Linked DNA regions of Danio rerio: region 1 is linked to region 2. Evidence: chromatin contacts called from public Micro-C data. All regions are on one chromosome and are shown on one strand. The core of a region is the stretch at or near the end of the contact, and the rest is flanking DNA. Distances in the headings are between cores, read along the strand shown. Region 1 holds the start of c7a (complement component 7a). Region 2 overlaps oxct1a (3-oxoacid CoA transferase 1a).

Evidence for each region. Hi-C and Micro-C count contacts between places; a contact is called where the count stands out from the background.
Region 1: a Micro-C map of caudal fin shows a contact between it and region 2, with 3 times the contacts expected there. The contact joins the promoter of c7a here to the enhancer-like site in region 2. A contact is called at or near these places in 3 of 18 Hi-C or Micro-C datasets (caudal fin, skeletal muscle and an unstated tissue).

What each region holds. Positions count from the first base shown.
Region 1 is chr8:33,962,964-33,969,757 of GRCz12tu, reverse strand. c7a (complement component 7a) reads right to left here and starts at 4,059. Exons shown (of 19, transcript XR_012384448.1): 1 at 3,990-4,059; 2 at 3,753-3,811; 3 at 519-621; 4 at 269-410.
Region 2 is chr8:33,828,640-33,835,767 of GRCz12tu, reverse strand. The region is part of intron 7 of oxct1a (3-oxoacid CoA transferase 1a); the gene reads right to left. Among named protein-coding and RNA genes, the nearest start is that of oxct1a, 22 kb to the right of the region's middle. Within about 2 kb of position 5,452, at least 4 of the 62 cell types and tissues checked have an H3K27ac peak or open chromatin away from gene starts, as enhancers often do.

The DNA.
Region 1 (6,794 bases), core at 2,810-5,309, 140 kb before region 2:
AAACGTGCTGGATAAGTTGGAGGTTCATTCCACTGTGGCGACCATGGATTAATCAAAGGACTAAGCCGACAAGAAAATGAATGAATTATTGTAATTATTATTATTGTTATTAACCTGGGGTGTATTTACTTTTAAACACACACACACGTTTATTTTTGTAAAAAGTGGGTACATTACATAGGTTACAGGACATAGGTCCTGATATGTCACAAAAACACGTACACACACACACACACACACACAAACAGAAAAATATCAAAACAATTACCAGACTGGCATCGGAAGCGTCCTCCGCATCCCTCCTCTAGGGGACAGACTTGAGTCGAAATGCATGTCTGTGTGCGAGTTGAGCTTCCAGTGCAAGGCTGACCGCCAAACTGAGAGAAGACTGCTACGAAGCGGATCTGTGTCTGCAATCACCACACATATCATTACACAATTTACAATTGCACAAGAAAGATGAGAAATGATGAACAATGGTATCCAATAGCAGATCAAAAAATCAACGCTGTCCCCACCTGTGTTTTGGAGCAGCGATCACAGGCTGACCAGCTGGACCAGGAGCCCCACAAGCAATGCACAGGTTCAGATGCTGACCTGATGGACCTAAGTGACCCTGCACTGATTCAGGAGCAACTCAATGAAAGCATGTTATCAGCAGCAGAATACAGTCAAGCTAAAAACTATGCAATTCATTACAATTACCCAAAACATTTAGATAACTTAAAATGTGCCATAGAATGAACATCTGAATTTACCTAGGCATAGCTCAATTTAGAATTTAGTACACGGAAATGACATACAGTTTCCTCGTTCTCATGTAAATAAAGAGGTGGTCAACTACAATATCATTTTTAAACTTTAGTTAATGTGTAATGTAGCTGTGAGAACATAAACAGCATCTCTGAATGTAAAACGCTCAAAGTTCAATGCAAAGGGAGACATTAGCTTTTACAAAGTTAGCTTAGCAAAGACTACAGCGAACAAAGTTTGGGGACTACAAAAAGAATAAAAAAAAACATCCAGACTAATGAGATTACAAATGCTTCAGGTAACGCGCATTCACCATACGCATACACCAAGTGCGGTAAAGGGGCGTGGCCAGAGGCGCTGTAATGTTATAGCAGAAAAAGCCAGAATGCTGTGCAAACACTGGTATTTCCACAGATCTTCTTTTGTTTCTGTATTTGGTCTTCCAAAGGACATGACAAAAAGAGAGAAGTGCTTACATTTTAATTTAATTATGTTCCAGAGAATTATAAAGAATATATAGCAAGCATTTGACAAAGCACAACTTCCAGAATCTCTCCCAGTTCAGTGCTAGATTTTGCTAAAAACTCCTCAAAGAAGAAGCGGCACCAACCATAATAGAAGAAGCTGTGGGTTGTGAGCCACAACCTGTAAGTATTTTTATTTGTTAAAATTGATCTATTACATGCACAGTTTCTAGCATAAACGGTATGTTGTAGCGAGGACATAAACAGGGATGTAAACAATGGGAAATGCTGTTTGGCACCACCAACAATTTAGCTACAAATTCATATTTATCCGTCAAACCCCTGTGAACGCCAACAACCTGTATCGCATGCAGTGTCTCTCTATGCAGCTGCTTTCCATGTATTCTACATACAGATAATGATCTCGCAAAAATATATGAACGTTTTGTATTACTTACACATGCTTACTCTGATTATAAGTAAAAGACACTTATCAAATATTATTTTAGAGAGCAGGTGTGAGGTTCAGCTGTGTCCTTGTCATTTTCTGTCTTATTCAGGCTCAAACTGATATAGCTAACAGTTACACTGACTGACAGTATTTGTACAGCAGAGACAAAGTGCTTGCTAGTAGAGGCGTGACTTTTCTCTGTGATGTGGAGCCAATCACAGCACATTATGTTACCTGACCAATCAGAGCCTCTTGAGGGCTGGCTTTCAGAGGAACTAGGACATTTGACAGTCAGTGTCATGTTAGCTGAATAGCAGTATATTATCAAAGTATATGAAAAAATACTGTCACTAATTAAAAATGAAGCATGAGCACACATTGTTTTACATATTATAAACACAACCAAGCTTTAAAAATACACTCTGCACCACCCTTTTAATATGAGTGTAAAATACTGATGGAAAACAGGCCAATAAGAACAAAATACAGACTTTGGCAATAAAAGGGCTCATTAATAGGTTTCCTAGCTACAATAGTGATATTTTTCTCTTCATTTCTGAGCTTACTATGTATGTGGGACTCTTATTTTAAAAATGTGACCAGCATTATAAAGCTATAAGGTAATGCAGCCATAGAGTGAACACATCAATATCATCATCATCATCAGACTACAGAATTCAGGAAAGGCAGATTACAAATTTATTCAGCCTTCACCTCTAAAAGAGGCTTAAAGATCCAATGAAATTAAAATAGTGTTTTTTAGATGTTAGAATCAGTATTTCAGTCTTAAGGGATATATAAGCTAGTGTGTTATCAAAACAAAATGAAGATGTACAGTGTGCAGTTAGATCACCTAAATGGATCAATGTTTTCTTTTCATTTTTATGTCACCTCAAACTTTAGTTTCTTATCAAATTTTGTCCAATCAAATGCTCTAGTATCTGACATGCCCCGCTCCCTTCTCATTTGCTTTTCATTTGATGTGCTTGAGTTCAATCATTCTCACTGGCAAAACTGTGATACAAACAAAAAGCAATTGGCTTTGTATTTAAAGAGGAGGACCTACTCTGTGTCCCACCTTCTCTTAATTTTTTACTTGAGATTACGCCAAACTTTTAAAAAATGCACATTTCAAAGCACTTTACTCGACTTTTAAGGTCAGTTTAACTTCATCTTTCGTTAGTTTAATGTGTATAGTGAGAAATTTGCTGCAAATGGTTGCAAAAAAGCGACAAACACAAGTAAATTGTTACATACACATTACAAGTGTTAAATCCATGTTTATGCACTGTGTCATATCAGTCAGCTCTTACTGTGATTTTCTTTTACTGTTTATTTGTTTAGAGTGAAAGAGGCACCAATAAAATTCACATTTTTATAGAGAAGAACATAGTAATGTTTATTAATATTAATGTCCTGTGTTTTCATATAAAACAAAAAATACAACTCCAAAATATATCTCTGTCTGCCCATTTTGTTGGGATTAATTATAATTCAGCCTATATTTAGTCTCCAACTCAGAAGCAAACTAGGTTACTCTGGTGGCATAAAGATAGCTCACTTATTCCTTCTAGCCAAAATAAACCCCATTCAGTTGCAAAGAATGTCATTTAAAAAGAAATCCATTAAAAAAATAATTTTTGACAACTGAAGTATGATTATTTCGCAAGTGTTTCGCAAGCATCAGATCATATCTCATTAATATTCACGACTGTTCCAAATATGGTCAAAACTGAGCTTTTGAATCTATGGGTAATTCCCGTGGTTACAAATGAGCAAATAAAACAATTTCTGGAGAATTTTGGCACTTACCTATAACCCAGATACTTTCTATTTAGATATTAGAGAACAATTCAACATATTGTATTAATGTAATCTATGGCACCATGTGAGTGTGTTCAAATTAAAGTTCATATTATGAGTACTTTTTTATGTAAGCCTTAATGACAGCCTATATATTTTGCTGTCAAGCAGATTCATACAAAGCTCAAATTCACTTTTTAACCTTAACAATATGGAAAGCTACAGTGGAAGGACAGACAAAGCAACAGACTTAGTAAAATAAATGCAAAAATGTTACTTACTGTGTAATTGGAGCTGAAGACAGCAGTGAGAGAAGAAAAACTCCATGCAGAAACACACACTGAGAACAAACAAGTTTTTCTCCTAATAAACCAGTTCTGAATGAAAATACCATTTGAGTAAAACTGCATTAAACTTGACAGTTTCACTAAAGTGCCTCATTGGAGTTAGCATAATCAATGCATGCTTAAATAATGCAGAACTTTTTAGATACTGGTTGAAAAATCAAGAGTGCTTACCTTCATTGTAGCAATCTGAAGCAGCACGCACATTTCTCTGCAAGCTGTCTGTCTATACAGTCCACAACATAATAGGAGAAACCCTCCCAATCCGAGTGTTATCTGACTAAAACAAGCTGAGAGCGGGAAATGATCATTTCTCTGCCAAAGAATGCCTGTAACAACACAATCCTCATTTCACTGGAATGTGAGCGAGACCCAAGAGACAGAAAGAGCACATAAATCTCTCTAATGACTCTAAAGGATTTATGGAGCATGTTGAGAATTAAACCACCAATGTCCAGTTGAGTAAATAAATGTTAGCTTGTCACGTGTTGAATACGAACCCGACAACATTGAATTTGGAATTCACAATAAACACTTGATGGAGACAAAGCACAATTTTGAGTTGAATTCCACCATTAAGAACTATATAAAAGCTCTATTTAAAATGTGTATGTTTACTGGAAGAATCATTGTATTTAAAAGACAAAGTCTCCTCATGAATATCCTACGAATGCGCATGCCTTTGTGAATAATAATGCTATACACTGTCTCAGGGTCAGGGGTTAATCGGCAGGCTTTTCTGCTGCTTAGACCTCAGGATCCACAGTTCCTCTAAGGATCTCATTTGTATAATTAAAAGGTAATTGAGTTTCTCAGTGAGCCCCTCATCGCCAAGCTCTTATTAGCAGCATGTTCTGCACGCAGGTAATAATGCATCACAAATCCAGTCGTGTGCTCACAGAGTCATTCGCATGTGTTTACAAACACTGAAATGTGTATGTGAAAACCTCTGAAAGTCAAATGAAATCTGTAATATTGGAGACTTTATTTGAATTTTTATTCATCCATGTTTTTTTCTGTCTTTATAGAATTTAAGGTGCTAAGGAACAAAGAAATCAATATTCCCTTGTTCATTTGACATATCGGGCATTATACTGTAAAGGTTTCATAACTCAAAACTCTAAAAACAGCTTATATTGAAGCCAATCTGCCAAAATGATGTGGAATGCATTACTTTATTGTATAATAGTATGGCTAAACTCCACCTCCACACAAGAATTGCTTCTACACCCATCAACCCTCCCATATTTCCAGGGATTCTCCCATAATTTTATAGTTCTATCCCACTATCATTGCGTAAAGGTATTTTCCAGTATTTCTCCCATATTTTTAATCTTTCTATAAAGGGTGGCAATACATGTTAAAGAGCCAATCCTCCCTATATGCAACCTATACCGCCGAACCATCAGGGGATGCCTCTTGCTCTTAACCTCTTAAACTCCAGTGCTATTTTGGGATTTCTACCTGGATTTTGCCTACCCGAATTTAAAAGTTTTTCAAATCCACATGCAAAAAAATGGTATAAATTTAAAGAAAACCCTTTGAATTTTCATAAAACACTATTGCAAGTGCTTAAAATAACTGTAAATTTTGTCTGTGTTATAATAAACACCTGAAAAAAGAGGCGCTTTTTGTATTTATTTTTTATAAACTCAACTTTGAAAGTGTACCTTTTAGGTTCTGTGTGGTCTAGGTTTGCTGTAATTAATTTTAGTGGTTCCAGCACATGTCTGTAATCATCGGGAAAAAAGAAAAATGTCTCTACCATAATCTATGCAAAAGTTATTGTATACCAACTGATGAGAGGTGCTATACAAGCCACAGGGATCGATCATGGTTTTCATATTTCACTATTCTTTTGTTTGATCAAACATAATTCACTGTGTTTGGACCACGTCAGACATATAAAAGGATTACTTATGCCCATCACCTCAAAAACAGAGGAGAATGGCCCTGAAGCGCATAGCATAAGGTAAGAGATGACAGCTGTCTGTGCTATCTGAAGCTGCTTATTGATCATAAATGTTTGTTTTTACTTCTGCGCCATGGAAACACCGCGATTCATTCAACAACTGTTTGATTTGTGAATTTAATTCAGTAAAAAGAATGCTAGAATTGTATGAGCACTGGCAGGAGCTTTCATTTGAGCTATAACTTGTACGTGTCATTTATGAACCATATGAAAAATCTGAAAATGAACCAATGTTCAATACCCAGCTGGGGTATCCAAAATACTGTGTATTTAAGTGTAAATAACTTTCGTGCAGTAGTATAAAAACCAAATTAATGCATATGTACATAAAATATAGATTCTACACTTTAAAACAAAATCACTTAAGGGGGTCTGGTGCAATGCTAGCCCTTTAAATCTTAAAGCGAACGTCGATGAGAACGTAGCAGAGTTTAACTGTTAAATGTGAATCTGTTCTGTGCTTTCGTTTTATTTAAACAGGAAAACACTTCAAAATAAATATAAAACTGAGTGATTCCCTTTCTTTTCATTACAGGTGCCGTTGCCCCTTCTATGCAATCCTCAAAACAGTCATATAGCGGTACGTGACTGTCAGCTGACGTGCCCCATAGTGATAAAAACACGCTGGCTCCCAAACAGATTCTGTACACTCTATTTGAAGCTGAGCGAAACTCTGGGTTTTGGGTGCATGTTTAAACAAGCAAATACACATATTAAATAATAATAACATTTAAAAATGTCCATCTTGGTTTGGTTTATTTTATTAAACACAACTAATTTTGTCCTAAATGAGCATAAAACCTTAGAAAATAAGCATTTGAATGCTTTCATTATAACGTTATATGTGTGCATTTTTAAAGTGGCTCCTCTGTTGTTTAAGATAATGAAACAAAAAATCTAAATAATTGAGATTATTCATCCATTGCTCTTTAATTAGAATGTGTAGATTATACAATGAAAAATAAAGATTATTGAGATTTGATAGCTTGATTCTATTTCTTTATAAT
Region 2 (7,128 bases), core at 4,203-6,702:
GCGCTGTACCCACAGTTATTAATGTATACACCTACCGCAACCCTAAACCCAGTAATTAGAGTTAATAGCGTCTACACCTTCCTCTAACCCTAAACCAAACCGTCACAGTTATTAATATCTAAACCTACCCCAACCCTAAACCACCGAGGGTTGTGGAGGCTTTCATACTTGACAACCACGCCATTGTGCTGTCATTTGCAACCACTTGGGGTGACCCCAAGTAGGCTAACTGTTATGACAAAACGGACGAAAAAGACAGCAAGTGGAGTCGCAAGAATGAATATAATAATATATCAAATGAATTGATTATGGGTTAATTTTGGAGAAAACTCATGAAAACATTTACTGAAAATGTTCTCTGGAAAGTATTTCCACATTCTTGCCAACAACATCTCGTTGTGACATCTCGCATGGCTCAATGGGATCTCGATAGCCAAGTTATGCCTCTACTACAAGTTAACTCCTTTCATGTTACGCCCTTCTCTTGCAGCTCGCAGACAGATACACTTGCACTGTCCAGCATGTTGGCAACAGGCATCATAAGTAACATTGGCAATTAACCTGAAAAATTGTAGCAAGTCCTATACGCACAACTTTTCACAGAGACAGCAGCTATACAGAAAGGCATGGCAATAATTCAATTATTTCGCGAAAACCTAGAGAAGTGTATGAAATGGATACTTTGTGTGGACAAACCACAATCAACTAGGCTTGCATTAGCCACTTTGAATGATCAGGGAATATGTTATATGACTGACAAGTTAACTAATCAATCAGGTTTCACTTTGAGCCATGCCATGTTTGTGGGCGTGGACTTGTCCTCAGAATAACCAACCTTTATTTTATGTTTGGTCAGTTTGTGGCTAATTCGTAAGAACTCATACGAGTTCAGTCGTATGAAAATTTATGATTTTAAAAAGTAGGCGTGGCACCCAACCCCACCCCTAAACCCAACCGTCAATGGGTGATGAGCAAATTGTACTACATTGTACAAATGAAATTGTTTAAATTCATACGAATTAATCACTAAATCAAAAAGTTACGAATTGCCATGAGATTGCGTTGGAATAACAGTCCGAGACACATCATTGCATCATTCCTCCACAAACATCTTTAAAACTTTACAAAAACGCATCAATATTATTTAATATTATAATGATCTAAAAGCAAAACATTAAAGAAATCAGCAGGACTATATGTAGACTTTGTTCATTATTCATTATTTTTCTGTATCAGATTCATTATTTTGGTGATTCACTTCAACATGAAGATCATGCAGACTGAGATGACATTTTTTTTTAGCAAGGTTCTGTTGTATTTGTGATAAGCAAATAAAAAAAGTTTCTGTTAAAGTTAAATTCTCTTGTATTTAGGACCAATATGACAGAAAAACTTAAAGTTTTAAAGTTTTAAGTACAGCCAATAGAAAAAAAAAACAAAGAAAAATAAAAGCATACCTGCGTGTTTGTTGACATCACATGTTGAAGCATTTATGAAGAGAATATTGCCAGCTTGTAATAAGAATCCAGCGTTTACATCAAATTAATAAATGCTCATAGCCACAAAGTTATCCTCACAATAACAGAGGGCTGCACAGGCAGAAAATGCCTGACTGTCTGACTGAAATTAATCTTAACAGTCTTTTATGATTTCAAATATGCATTATGGTGTTGTCTTTTTCGAGATGTCACCGTTTGCATGTGTTTGTGAATTATGTTAGGGAATCAATATGTAACATTTGAATTATATTCGAATCATCTAAATTTCCATTCACTATACTTATAGGATAGCTTCAATGTTTTTTGTTGGTTCGTTTTCATTCATTTTCCTTCAGCTTTGTCTCCATTTCAGAGGTTGCCACAGCAGAATGAACCGCCAACTATTCCAGATCATGTTTTACACAGCAGATGCCCTTCCAGAATCCCCTACTGGGAACACGCATACACACTCATTTACAGACACACTCATACACTACGGCCAATTTTGTTTATTCAATTCATCCATAGCGCATATCTTATCTTATGGGGGAAACCAGAGCATCTGGGAGGAAACACACGTGAACATGGGGAGAACACGCAAACTCCACACAGAAACGCCAACTGACCCAGCCAGGACTCGAACCAGCAGCCTTCTTACTGTGAGGCGACAGTGCTAACCCCTGAGCCACCATGCCGTGCACCAGATTTAATCTGGTATAAATAAATGAAAATGGTATAAATAAATCTTGCTGTAGAAAAAGCAAGATACAAATAGTTAAATTATATGAGATTGCTTCACTTATATTAATATTTAGAGGCAAAATTGATAACTACATAATCCACACAACAGATTAAATTCAACGTGTTTTAAATTAATAAGTAGAATTTCAAACACATTGATACTATAACGTAAATCATGTTCTTAAATGTTTCTAGTTCAATTACATTAAAAGTATATGGGTGGAAATATTATATGTAAGAATACAGAATAAATAAATCTTATTTTTTTAGGCCTCAAGATTGTTTTGAGTGTAGTGTTGTCTGCAACAATATTTACCTCATCAGGAATTAGACACACACACACAAAAAAACACCCTTATTGAGCACACAGTGTAATGAATCAAGTCGCTTATCCTGACGGATCTCATGTCATTAAGATGGATTTCTGTATGCAAATAAGCATTTGTTCCTTTTGTGTGTGCGTTTCTCAACAACTTAACATGAATGTCAATTGCCAAGATGCAAATCATTCATTAATCATAGATGAATATCTTTAAAATATTGCTGAATTATAGTGCTATATTATAGGGCTGACACCTGTTCAGAGCATTGTTCAGCAAATATTGCTATTCACTTAATATTGATTCAATACATAATTATTTTAAATTCAATTAAAAATCAATTTAATTGACACTTCTTAAGAAATCAGTTAGCAAATGCATTTTGAAAACACAGCGGTTATGACTCAGATTTGTGTATATTATGTGAAAGTCATTTCCCACACAGATTCATGCTGTTGCCTGCATGTGAAGACAATGATGTGAATCATTCTAACGGTCCTTCATAAGCTTGTTAGGAGGCTTTCACGCTAGCCTGGGTTTATTTAAGGTCAGAGCTCTGTTCATTGAATAATATGAAGCGCACCATCTAGCAAACTCTACTGTGGTACTTTTCTAAAGTGAATGCAACCTTATTAAATCACATCAAACTATGTATTTGTGTTTATTTACATGCTTTCCTGAAGTATTACTGACTAGTTGCCTGAAGAAAATGTTTATCTAATTTCTGTTTGTCCTCAGCAGAAATCAGCTCCCTTCTCCTTCATTTAACCCTTAAGTGATGATCCTGCCTTACAAGCACGCTCATACAGTGCAGATAGAGAATAGGTCATGACAAGTCTACTTAGATCTAATAACCATTCAATGTGAGATCCAACATGAGACCTGAAAAGATTACGCTCTAAAACAGGTCGGGGTTGGTATTAGTGACATTGGGTTATGGGTATTTTTAAAAGGAACAGATTTTTTTTTTTTTTTTTTTTAAAGGGTCATCTTACATCTCCCCAAGATCTTAACCATTGAGTTTGACTATTTTTAATCTAACTCTAGGTTATAAAATGTGCTATTACCAAAAAAAGCTATATATTTCTTTAAAAACATATATGTTCTAAGGATGTGGGCTAATGTAATTAAACTATTTAGTCATTTGTGTTTTTATACTCTCTTACAGCGTCAGCATTTATCTTTTAATATAATGTAAATTATAATTTATTCATGTGATGGCAAAGCTGAATTTTCTGCATCATTACTCCTGTCGCCAGTGTCACATTCTCCTTCAGAAATCATTCCAGTATGCTGATTCTATTAATAATGTTGGAAACAGTTGTGCTGCTTTATCTTGTATCAACGTCTGATGAATAGAAATTTAACCGCAATGATTAGAAACAGAAACGATGTGTAATATCAAAAATATCTCTACCATCACTTCAGTTTAGGTGAACGTGTCCTTGTTGAAAAAGAGAATTTTAAATTGAAACTATTCACATTAAAGAGATACTTCACACACACACTATATATATATATATATATATATATATATATATATATATATATATATATATATATATATATATATATATATATATATATATATATATATATATATACATATACATACATACATACATACATACACACATACACACACACACTGTACATACACACACACACACACACACACACACACACACACACACACACACACACATATATATATATATATATATATATATATATATATATATATATATATATATATATATATATATATATATATATATATATATATATATATATATATATATATATTTTTTTTTTTTCTTTCCTTCGGTTGAACAGTAAATAAGATATTTAGAAAGAAAATCTAAGAACCTGTAACCATTTGCATCCATGGTTAAAAAAAAAAAAAAAACAATGGAAGTAAACAGTTGCATTCTTAATGCAAATTTATCTTCTTTTTGTGTTCAACTGAAAAAAAGTGTAAAGAGTGAGTAAATAATAACAAAATCTTTTTTGGATGAATTATGAGAGCTAAAGAAGATATTTAGAAATTAAATAAATACATAAATAAAAAAATTAACTATTCGCATGCATAGTAAAAAAATACTAAGGAAGTCAATGGTTAAAGGTTTTAAACATTTTTCAAAACATTTTTTTTTGTTCAACAGAGGACAAAACTCTCTATCTTTAAAAAAAAGTAAAAAGTAAAGAGTGAGTAAATGATAACAGAAACTTCATTTTTGGGTAAACTACGAACACTAGAGAAGATATTTAAAATAAAAAAGAATCTAAAAACCTGTAACAATTGGCATCCATAGTAAAAAAAAAATTCAATGGAAGACAATAGATACAGGTTTTCAGCATTCTTCAAAATATCTTCTTTGGTGTTTAAGAAAAGACAGAACGCTTTGAAAAAAAAAAAAGAGTAAAGAGTAAGTAAATGATGACAGAATCTTAATTTTTGGGTAAACTACAAACACTAAAAAAATATATTTAGAATAAAAAAAAAACTGTAACCATTGGCATCTGGAATAAAAAATAAAAATATAAATGGAGGTCAATGATTACGGGTTTTCAGCATTCTTCAAAATATCTTCTGTGATCAATAGAAGAAATAACCTCTTTGTTTGAAACAAGTAAATAGTGAGTAAACGATAACAGAATCTTCATTTTTGGGTGAACTGCCTGTAATAGCCTCCTCCACTAAAAAACTCTTTGAAGCAGATGCGACAGGCAGCTCTAGTAAGGCGGTTTTCTGTTCTCATCCCCTGACAACAGGAATGGCAGTGCATGGCATGAGTCAATCTTTATCCTGAGTCCCTGCTGCGAAATCTGAAGGGCTGCCACCACAAACAACATCTCAAGCAGTCAAACAGAGGCAGAACGCAAGATACACGCTGTTGCTGAGCACTCATTGGACTGATTCGTTCTCCTAGCAGGACGGCTTTCATCACCAGATGCACAAACATTGAAAAAGACCTTAAACCATTACTGTGCGCTCAGTCAACTGATAAGCTTATCTTTAGTGGCACTGCAATAACCGTATTGTCAGATGATACCGGCCACTAATATCTGCTCATAGCTACAATAAAGACTGAAAAGCAGGCAAATAAAAGCTTGAAATGTACAAATAGCATCCGATACAATTGCAGCAGAAGACAATTAAAGAATAAGAGCAAGCCACAAATCTTGCTAAATGTGAATGATTGTTCTACTAATGGATTGATTGGTGGACTGATTGTAAAGAGTAGTTACAGGAAAAGAAGCATTAGTTAAAATTACAACTTTTCATTGATCATTCAAGTTAGCTTATAGTTACATTAAAACATATTAAAGGGATAGTTCACCCAAAACTGGATATTCTACCATTACATACTTACATCTTTAAAAAATGTTTGTTGTAATTAAACACAAAAGAATATATTTTAAAGAAAGTGGCAAACCTGCAACCATTGACTTACATATTAGTTGTTACTTTTCACTATGGAAGTCAATGGTTACAGGTTTCCAACATTCTTCAAAATATCTTCTTTTTGTGTTCAATAGAAAAAAACTCACAATAAAATCCAAGGTGAGTAAATATGATGGCAAAATTATGATAGGGAGATGAACTGTCCCTTTAACAGAAACATTTTAATATAATGCTTGTGATAAATAATGTAGAAATTAAGCAAAATGCTTTTAATATATTTTCACTGCAGCAAAAGACAATTATAGCATATTGGCTAGGAAAATACTTTATATTGGATGATAGTGCTAGTAATAAATTGATCGCAAACCAAAAAAAAAAAAAAATTACAAAAAGTAACATTAAAAGGTGGCGAGGCAGTGGCGCAGTAGGTAGTGCTGTCGCCACACAGCAAGAAGGTCGCTGGTTTGAACCTCGGCTCAGTTGGCATTTTTGTGTGGAGTTTGCATGTTCTCCCTGCTTTCACATGGGTTTCCTCCGGGTGCTCCGGTTTCCCCCACCGTCCAAAGACATGCGGTACAGGTGAATTGGGTAGGCTAAATTGTACGTATTGTATGAGTGAGTGTGTGAATGTGAGTGTGGATGTTTCCCAGAGATGGGCTGCGGTTGATATTTGGTTGATTTTAGCTTGTGTTACAAAGTGACCAAAATCCAACGTCGAGCCAACATCTTAAACAAACATCATATTGACGTCAAATACTGACATTTATTCATCAGGTATAGCAACCAAAATCCAACGTCTGATAGATGTCATAGACATCTACCCAACGTCAAGATGTAACATGATTCATTAACATTATATTTGGATGATTTTAGGTTTGATGATTTCTAATAAAAAAATAAAGTAGTGACTGCACTTTGAAGCAAAGTAGTGGGATAAAAGTACCAATACTGCACTATAAATGTACTTAAGGGAAAGTACATTTTTAAAAGTACTTAATAAATTAAAATTCCAGAGAAAAACTACTCAATTGAAGTAGTTTGAGAGTATTTGTAATTTGCTACTTTAATATTGACCAGTGGTATAAAGCCTAGTTCTAGAAAAAAATAAATAAATCAGTGGTCATTTTAAACCAAGGCTGCATGAGAAAGAACAGAAATACTGGAAGACCAGATTAATTAA